Linked DNA regions of Gossypium hirsutum: region 1 is linked to region 2. Evidence: chromatin contacts called from public Hi-C data. All regions are on one chromosome and are shown on one strand. The core of a region is the stretch at or near the end of the contact, and the rest is flanking DNA. Distances in the headings are between cores, read along the strand shown.

The links. Hi-C and Micro-C count contacts between places; a contact is called where the count stands out from the background.
Region 1: a Hi-C map of leaf shows a contact between it and region 2, with 2.9 times the contacts expected there. The contact joins the enhancer-like site here to the promoter of LOC107893908 in region 2. A contact is called at or near these places in 2 of 34 Hi-C or Micro-C datasets (both in leaf).

Annotation. Positions count from the first base shown.
Region 1 is chrA13:43,411,424-43,415,080 of Gossypium_hirsutum_v2.1, forward strand. No RefSeq gene overlaps it. Among protein-coding and RNA genes, the nearest start is that of LOC107903711, 4.6 kb to the left of the region's middle. Within about 2 kb of position 2,023, at least 4 of the 9 cell types and tissues checked have an H3K27ac peak or open chromatin away from gene starts, as enhancers often do. A contact at or near this core is called in leaf, where this site is marked.
Region 2 is chrA13:43,324,436-43,327,951 of Gossypium_hirsutum_v2.1, forward strand. It overlaps LOC107893908 (auxin-responsive protein SAUR50), which reads right to left and starts at 1,868. Exons shown (of 1, transcript XM_016819054.2): 1 at 1,079-1,868. The coding sequence starts at 1,739. The coding sequence ends at 1,425.

The DNA.
Region 1 (3,657 bases), core at 773-3,272, 87 kb after region 2:
TAATAACTTAGTTTATGATTTTTAAGTTTATGTACTAAATAGGTTCAAAAAGTAATTTAAGTGCCAAATAAATAAAAATTCCCACATTCAGGTACCTACATATATATTAACCCATTATTATAATAAAGACTAGGTTGAATATATTTCTCAAGCTAACATGACAAGGGCGAAGGGCAGCCGATGGCCTTGCCCTATCTCCCTAAAAGAAATTGGTAGATTTGACATTTAGTCCTTAAAATTTTGTAAAATTATATATTGATATCAAAAAATTATGATTTATCTTTAATTTTTTTAAAAGAAATTTGTGACTTCACCCTGAACATGATCCAATCTGGATAAATAAATAAATAAATAAAACTTGGATTGCATCAATCTTTTATGATTTGATCCTTTTAGATTTGGAATAGTACAAGTGAAGATAATAGATGGAACACAAAGTAATTCCAAAAACCAAAAAATGAAGTCTCAAACGATTGATTTGATTGAGGAATGCCTCAAAGTGCAATTGTGAGTGTAACTGAAATCATAATTGCTCTTCACACAAATATATCAAACATATACAACGTTTTGTAATGTTTAGACATCAGTGGTAATAATTCATCATACATTACTAGCATGCTATTTCAAAATATATCACCCAACACTGCACCCTACAATCTCATGCTTTATTGCGTTGCCTCCTCAATCAAACCCTCTTTTTTACTAAATTAAAACAATAGGGGCAACCAGCTATTCTATTTTGGGATATTTTCTATTTAAGTCCTTCACTTTTAAATTTTATTTTAATTCTAATCTTTATTTAGTCCTTGCTTTTAATATCTTTGAACTTATTTTGGTTTCTTAAATTTTAGGATTCAATTTGTTGTATAATAATTTTGGTTGTGTCAATTAAAGATGGGAGTTTTAGAAAAATTAACTATTAATTATTTTACAATTAATTTATATTAAAAGAGACATGTAAATACATAAAATTAAAATTATTATACAACAAATTGAATCTTCACCACATAACTCTTGCCAATTAACCACAATAACAGCTCGACGATTAACTCTTGCCAAATGAACAACCTAAGCTCAGCTTTCAGTAGTCCAGAAGAACCCAACTCAAGTTAATAAACTCAAATGCATGAGCTGTTTAAATTATATCACTAATTCCCTTTGAAGTCACCCTGGCTGCTCTCAATTCAACCAAGTTAATTTTATTCTTTGATAAAAATAAAATTTGAATTAGTTTACAAACAAAATATTAGTCCAAGTATCAAACAGAACAATACTAATAATACTATCCTATCTTTTTTTATAAATTAGAGAATCAACAAATACCAAGATGAAAAGTATCTTAGCATGATTTCAAATTGCTACTCATAACAATGAAATTTTATTAATAAAAAACTTAAAACATTAACAACTGGCGGCTAACATTCCCCAGCTCCTTCTAAGAAAAAAATTCTTTTTTTGGTTTATTTATAGGATGAAAACTTAAAATTAAGGATAAAAGGGAAAATGAGCTGTCGCCCTAAAAAAAGAAAACGCTAAATAAAAAGCAAATTTTAAAATATAGGAAATTATTTACTTTCTCTTTTTAAGATAAATTTAATTATAATTGATCCTTTAGAGAGATATTTTCAAATAAAAAAAATCTTAAACACTAAAAGTCTTGTACTTACACAATAAATGTGTAAATTCAGGTTTTACCTTGTATTTTAACACTTCAAACATATATAAAAATATATCATCAAAGTATAAAAAAATAGACCAAAATGAATCAATAATACATAATATAATTGGTAACCAAGTTTTGAAGTTTTGTTTAAAAATGGTTTAGAATATTATGGAGTAGGCAGTAGCTATTATGAAAGTCCTTGAAAAGAATGAGTGGGGTTTGTGAGAGTGGGCATGGTGGGTCCACTTAGCATGCTAGTCAAGTAAAAAGTGCAACATTATCCCTTCAAAACTTAGCTGGTTATTGGCCTCAATGCATAGTCCAAGTTCATCTTTCAACTCGCATTTACATTACCAACCAAATTACTTCAATCTTTCAGCGATAAGACAGAGTCAGTTCCATCATAAATCATAAACCAACACCCATCACCACCAATTTGGCTTAATCAGTGTCGCCAGGGCCACCTCCCATTCCCATCCATGCTTTCAGCGGCCTCTAGACCCCAATAATTCATTCATAATTTTTTAAAATATTGTTTTATCATCTATAAACATCCTAACTCTTTTAGAATTTTGTAATTTCTTCTTCTAATAATATTATCTTTTAAGTTTAAATTTAATTCTCGTTCTAAAAATAAAATATATCTTACGAAGACATCCAATATATATTTCTATTCCGAATTATGATTTACTTCAATATTATAAAAATTCTATCCGTACCCAAAGTGAATTGATTTGAGATATAATTATGGTCTTAGCTAAAAGTTGAGATATAAATTTTTTTATTGTAGTATTAGTAGATTAAAATTGATAATAAGGTAAATTGTTATTGTTAAAGTGATAAGTGATTTTTTTTTATTGTTATTCGATTACATAATTAAAGTAGCATGAAAATTTATTAATTATATTTAAAAAATAATAAATTTATGTCTCAACTAAATACCTGAAATTTTAAAAGAATCATCACACCATCACTTTAACAACATCAACTAATGGTAATATCAATCTAGTTCTACTTATAATATTATAAATCGGAGAACATAATATAGATATTAAAATCAGAATTAGACGATAGGCACTGATACAGTGCTTTTCTAAATTGCTATTAGATAATGATAAATCTTTGAAAAAGAAAAAGTCTGTTCAAAGAGACATGTAACATCTTTCTTTGTACTGGGACTTGTTATTATGAAATCAAAACAAAAACATAAAAATCAAGGTTGTATGCCAAAACCTCAATTGATTGAAGGAGATGGATAATTTAGGTTGAGGGCCCTCTAAATTTAGACATTTTCCTTTTACTTGACTTGTGGAACAATAAAAAAATCTATCGAATGTGTTATCTTAATGGTAATTTGTTTTTTGGGAAGTAAACATGAAGTTGAGCATTTGGTTAAGCCATCAGTGAATTATTTATTAATTTTTTTAAAAAAAATCTAATAAGGAGGAAAAATGAGTTTCATTATTGTATTAATTTATAATTTTACAATTATAAATTAAAATTTTATCAAAAAAAATTTCATGCTATAATTTTGTCGGTTTTCAATAAGACGAAAATAGAATCTTATCAATTCGTGAGCCTCCTTAACCCAAACGAAATGTTAGCCCTAAAATACAAACCACTGTTTAATTCATTCAAATCAATTTTATTAAGCAAGAACATGCATTTATATGATTTGATTAATTCTGTGGTTGTCTTCTAAGATTGTCGAATTTCCTAAATGACTTTGCTTTCAGCTTTAAATAATAAAGACCCATGATTTGTTTTCAAGCTTTTGTTTTACTAGGAAATTAATTATTATCATTTATTCAATTCAAAGGTTGCATGTATACATACATACATACATACATATAAATGCATATAATGTCATTCCTTGCATTGAAGAATTGTGGATGCAAAACATAAATTACTAATGAACTTTAGGTAGATTTAGGTAGATTTTACATATGAATGTTATGTTTGTGGTTTTTAAATTTTCTTTATTAAAAAAATAT
Region 2 (3,516 bases), core at 618-3,117:
TTGCATTCCCATGAAGAGAACTCAGGTTCAAACCTTGAAGATAACAATATTGGGAGGGGTAGTCACGAACACCAAAAAAATTAAGTTTCATGAATTGTGAAACGAACATAACCATACTTTAATTATACTTTTTTTTAAATGAGTATCTCAATTTATAATCTATGAAAAATTTGATTCATTTTTAAAATAATGAAATATTATAATTAAACTAAGGTTAAAAAATGAAAGTATTTAAAATAAAAATAATGATACACATGTAATTTTATAAATATTATAATTGAATTATAAATTTTACTATTTTATAACTTTTGAGGAGATTGAAGTGAATTAAAATTAATTATTTTGAAAGCTTTTGCGTGTGTTACGCCAAATACTCTAAAGCAAGTATGATGCATTAATCTTATATAGTAAATTTATACACCTTCGAAGAGAGTGAAAAGTCTTGGATTTAAAAGATTGAAGGGGTTAGTATTTAGAATGAGAGCGATGTATCAAATGCAATAATTAATGTTGGCTGAGGATTAGATCAGATAAAATCATCATTAATGGAGTAAAGAGCATACCCCAGTAGTCAACTAATACGTGAGAATGAAATATGGATGCAATCATGATGCCTTTGCTTTTTCGAGGAAATTTCTTGCATGAAACATTTATTTCAAATTATATTATGTGATAATAAAGATAATTTTAATGAGTAGTTGAAATAAACAAATATTTAAAAAAATTGATTTTGTATCATTATTTGAATGAGAATAGTTCTTCTAGTTTTTTCAAATTTAGCACATTTGATTTTAAACCCATATTCTTCCTTCACTAATCAGGCATGAAAAGAAAGAAACAAAAAAACATAATGACCCAAGTATAAATATCTTATGAACAACAGTTGAACAAAAGAAACCTGTGATTCCACATTCTCAGACAAGTTGCTGATTCTAATTTTTTTCTTTTTCCTTACATTACATGTCCTCCGCTTTGGTTTTGAGTTTGACTCAGGATTATGCTTTTCCCGACCTAGAGCTAAGCTATAATTAATAATAATAATTATAAAGAAAATATTTACCTGATTTGCATGGGAAGATAAAATAAGGTTGTTTCCTTAACATTCAACTTCTCTCACAAAATTTGTGAGGAAACACAAGTTTATACAAATGGTTGGACCCAGAAAATGTTATAATTCTTAGGTCTAGTTAGAGTCACTAATAACTAATTAATAAAACATTAAAAACCCCGGGTTCGAAGTAGTAAAAAGAAAAGAAAGAACCCCAAAAGGGATCAAGAATCACAATGAAGAAATGATGTTAGAAAAAAGAGAAACTAGCTATTCAATATATATGGTTGCTATGCTTCTCTTGGCCATCTTTCTCCAAAAATGCAAAGGCAGAACCCCTTCATTTCGCAACTCAATATATTCTTTTTTCCCATTTTCATTTAAGCATAGATGCAAGAGAGCGAAAAACAACTTCTTCACAAGGGATGGTAAGGCCCATATCATGGTTAAACCCAAACTCTTCCTCCGCTCGTCGAAGCAAACATTGGAACTCAGGGTGGGTCAAGAATGAGATAGGGACGATGTATCTGTTTCTGTTTTCACCAACGTAAACGGCAAAGTGACCTTTTGGTACGTCAAGTGGGAGCCCATCTTCGTCATATCCATGTTTCCTGCCTAAGCTTGAACATTTCTTCAGGATTTGCTTCAGAACTGCGGTTTGAGGCAGTTTGGATGGTTTTCTAATTGCCATTGCTGTTGTTGTGTGGAAGTGGTAGTAGAATAGAAGGTGTAGTGGGATGGGAGGATTGGGAGGGGGAGATGGCGGGTTATTTATTTATGGATAGTTGAGGCTAAGCCTCAAGGGTCATGTGGGACTGTGGGGGCAAACCCTAAAGGGACAAGCCACGGGTGTTATTAGGGTATGTATGTATGTGTGTGTTATATGTGTAAAGGACATGATGGGAGCCAAACCACCCCATTTGAATTTCTATTCTTTGTTGGTCCTCCTAATGACAAAATGGTCCCTCTTTCCCTATCTTCTGATTTAGCTACTTCTAATGTTGATATCGTAGAATTAAATAGCCACTGCAACTTGATGTTTTTGTTTTTCTTTTTTGTTAAAATTTGTACAAGGTGTTGGTAGTACAATGCGGGTAATTCCATATTAGTTTGAGAAAAAATTTTGTAAGAGAGTATTACTTATTATATTGAGTAATTAAGAGTAAACGGCCAATACATGTGCTATTGCTGCTTCGCTTTTGGTGCTTATTTTTTTAATAAAATTTCTGTTCTGTTTTTAGAATTTTTTTTTCCGGTCCAGAAAAATCTTCTATTATTTTTTGTTTTTTGGAGGATAATGTTCACTATACAAATATATCTATCAGTACTTCAATGACACATGGATTATTTTATTTATTTATACTCAATTTATTTATCCTTTCAATACTAACAATTTGGTTTTGTAATATATTTCCTAACACAATGTAGAATGCATTTTTAATGCATTTAGTCCTTTTACTATAGTTCTTTATAATTTACAAGGAGTTTGCCTTGGTTCATCTCTGTGTGTGTTTCTACCTGAAATCGGGGACCGATTGTAAGTGTACTGGAGAGTACTGTACAACAGTTTTGTTGGTTTTGGATATTTGTGATTGTTTTGGCTTGTGATTCTGTGTCCTGAGTCTGAAAGGCACAAAAAACACAACAAATTTTCACTGCATGCAGTATCCAAAGGCTTTTTGCAGAAACCCATGTGGTTTTTTAATTACTGTTACATTTGCAGGTTTTGATCATAGAATTGCTTTTTTTTTTCCTTACATGGTCAGCATTTCAATTCAGTTAGCCATTTTTAATCAAAAAAATTGAAATTAAGCCAAACATGCCAGGGCATAAAAGCCCCTTGAGTGTTGGGTGCAGTTTGGAAAAGAATGTCCCAAAGGGCCGATGGGTTTTCTTTTGAATGTGGTCCTGTCTGAAATCTCCACCACTTAAAAAATAAGGAAATATATTTTTTTATATAGTTTTAGAGACAATAATTGCTATTCTTCAAATGCCTCCATGTTCTGAGGCTCACAAAGTGTTCCAAAATGGCAATAGATGTAGTGTCTGATTTGGTTTTTTCTTTTTGTTTTCCTCAGGCTAAGACCCCCTAAACGTTTTCATGACAAAACAGATCCTTAAAACCCCAACAAGGCACTAGAACAAACGTAAGTACATTGGTTTGAAGGTCTTAATTGATACTAATATGCAACATATAGTTGCGTTTTTCAAACTTAACCCGAATCTTCCTTATAATCCTAAAATGTTGACCAACTGAAAAGAAGGGCAAAATCAAGTTGTTTTTATATTGACAGGTTGAGGGATCAATTCAAGATTTACTGAAAAAAAAAAAAACAGCAAATGGATTACCCCATGAGTCACAGTCCATGAAAGACACTTGCATGTTCTGTAAATGAGATTGGTTCGGAGAGAAATGGTTTGAGAATAAACAGGAGACGAGAAAGGCCCACCGATGATCACCGAAAGAC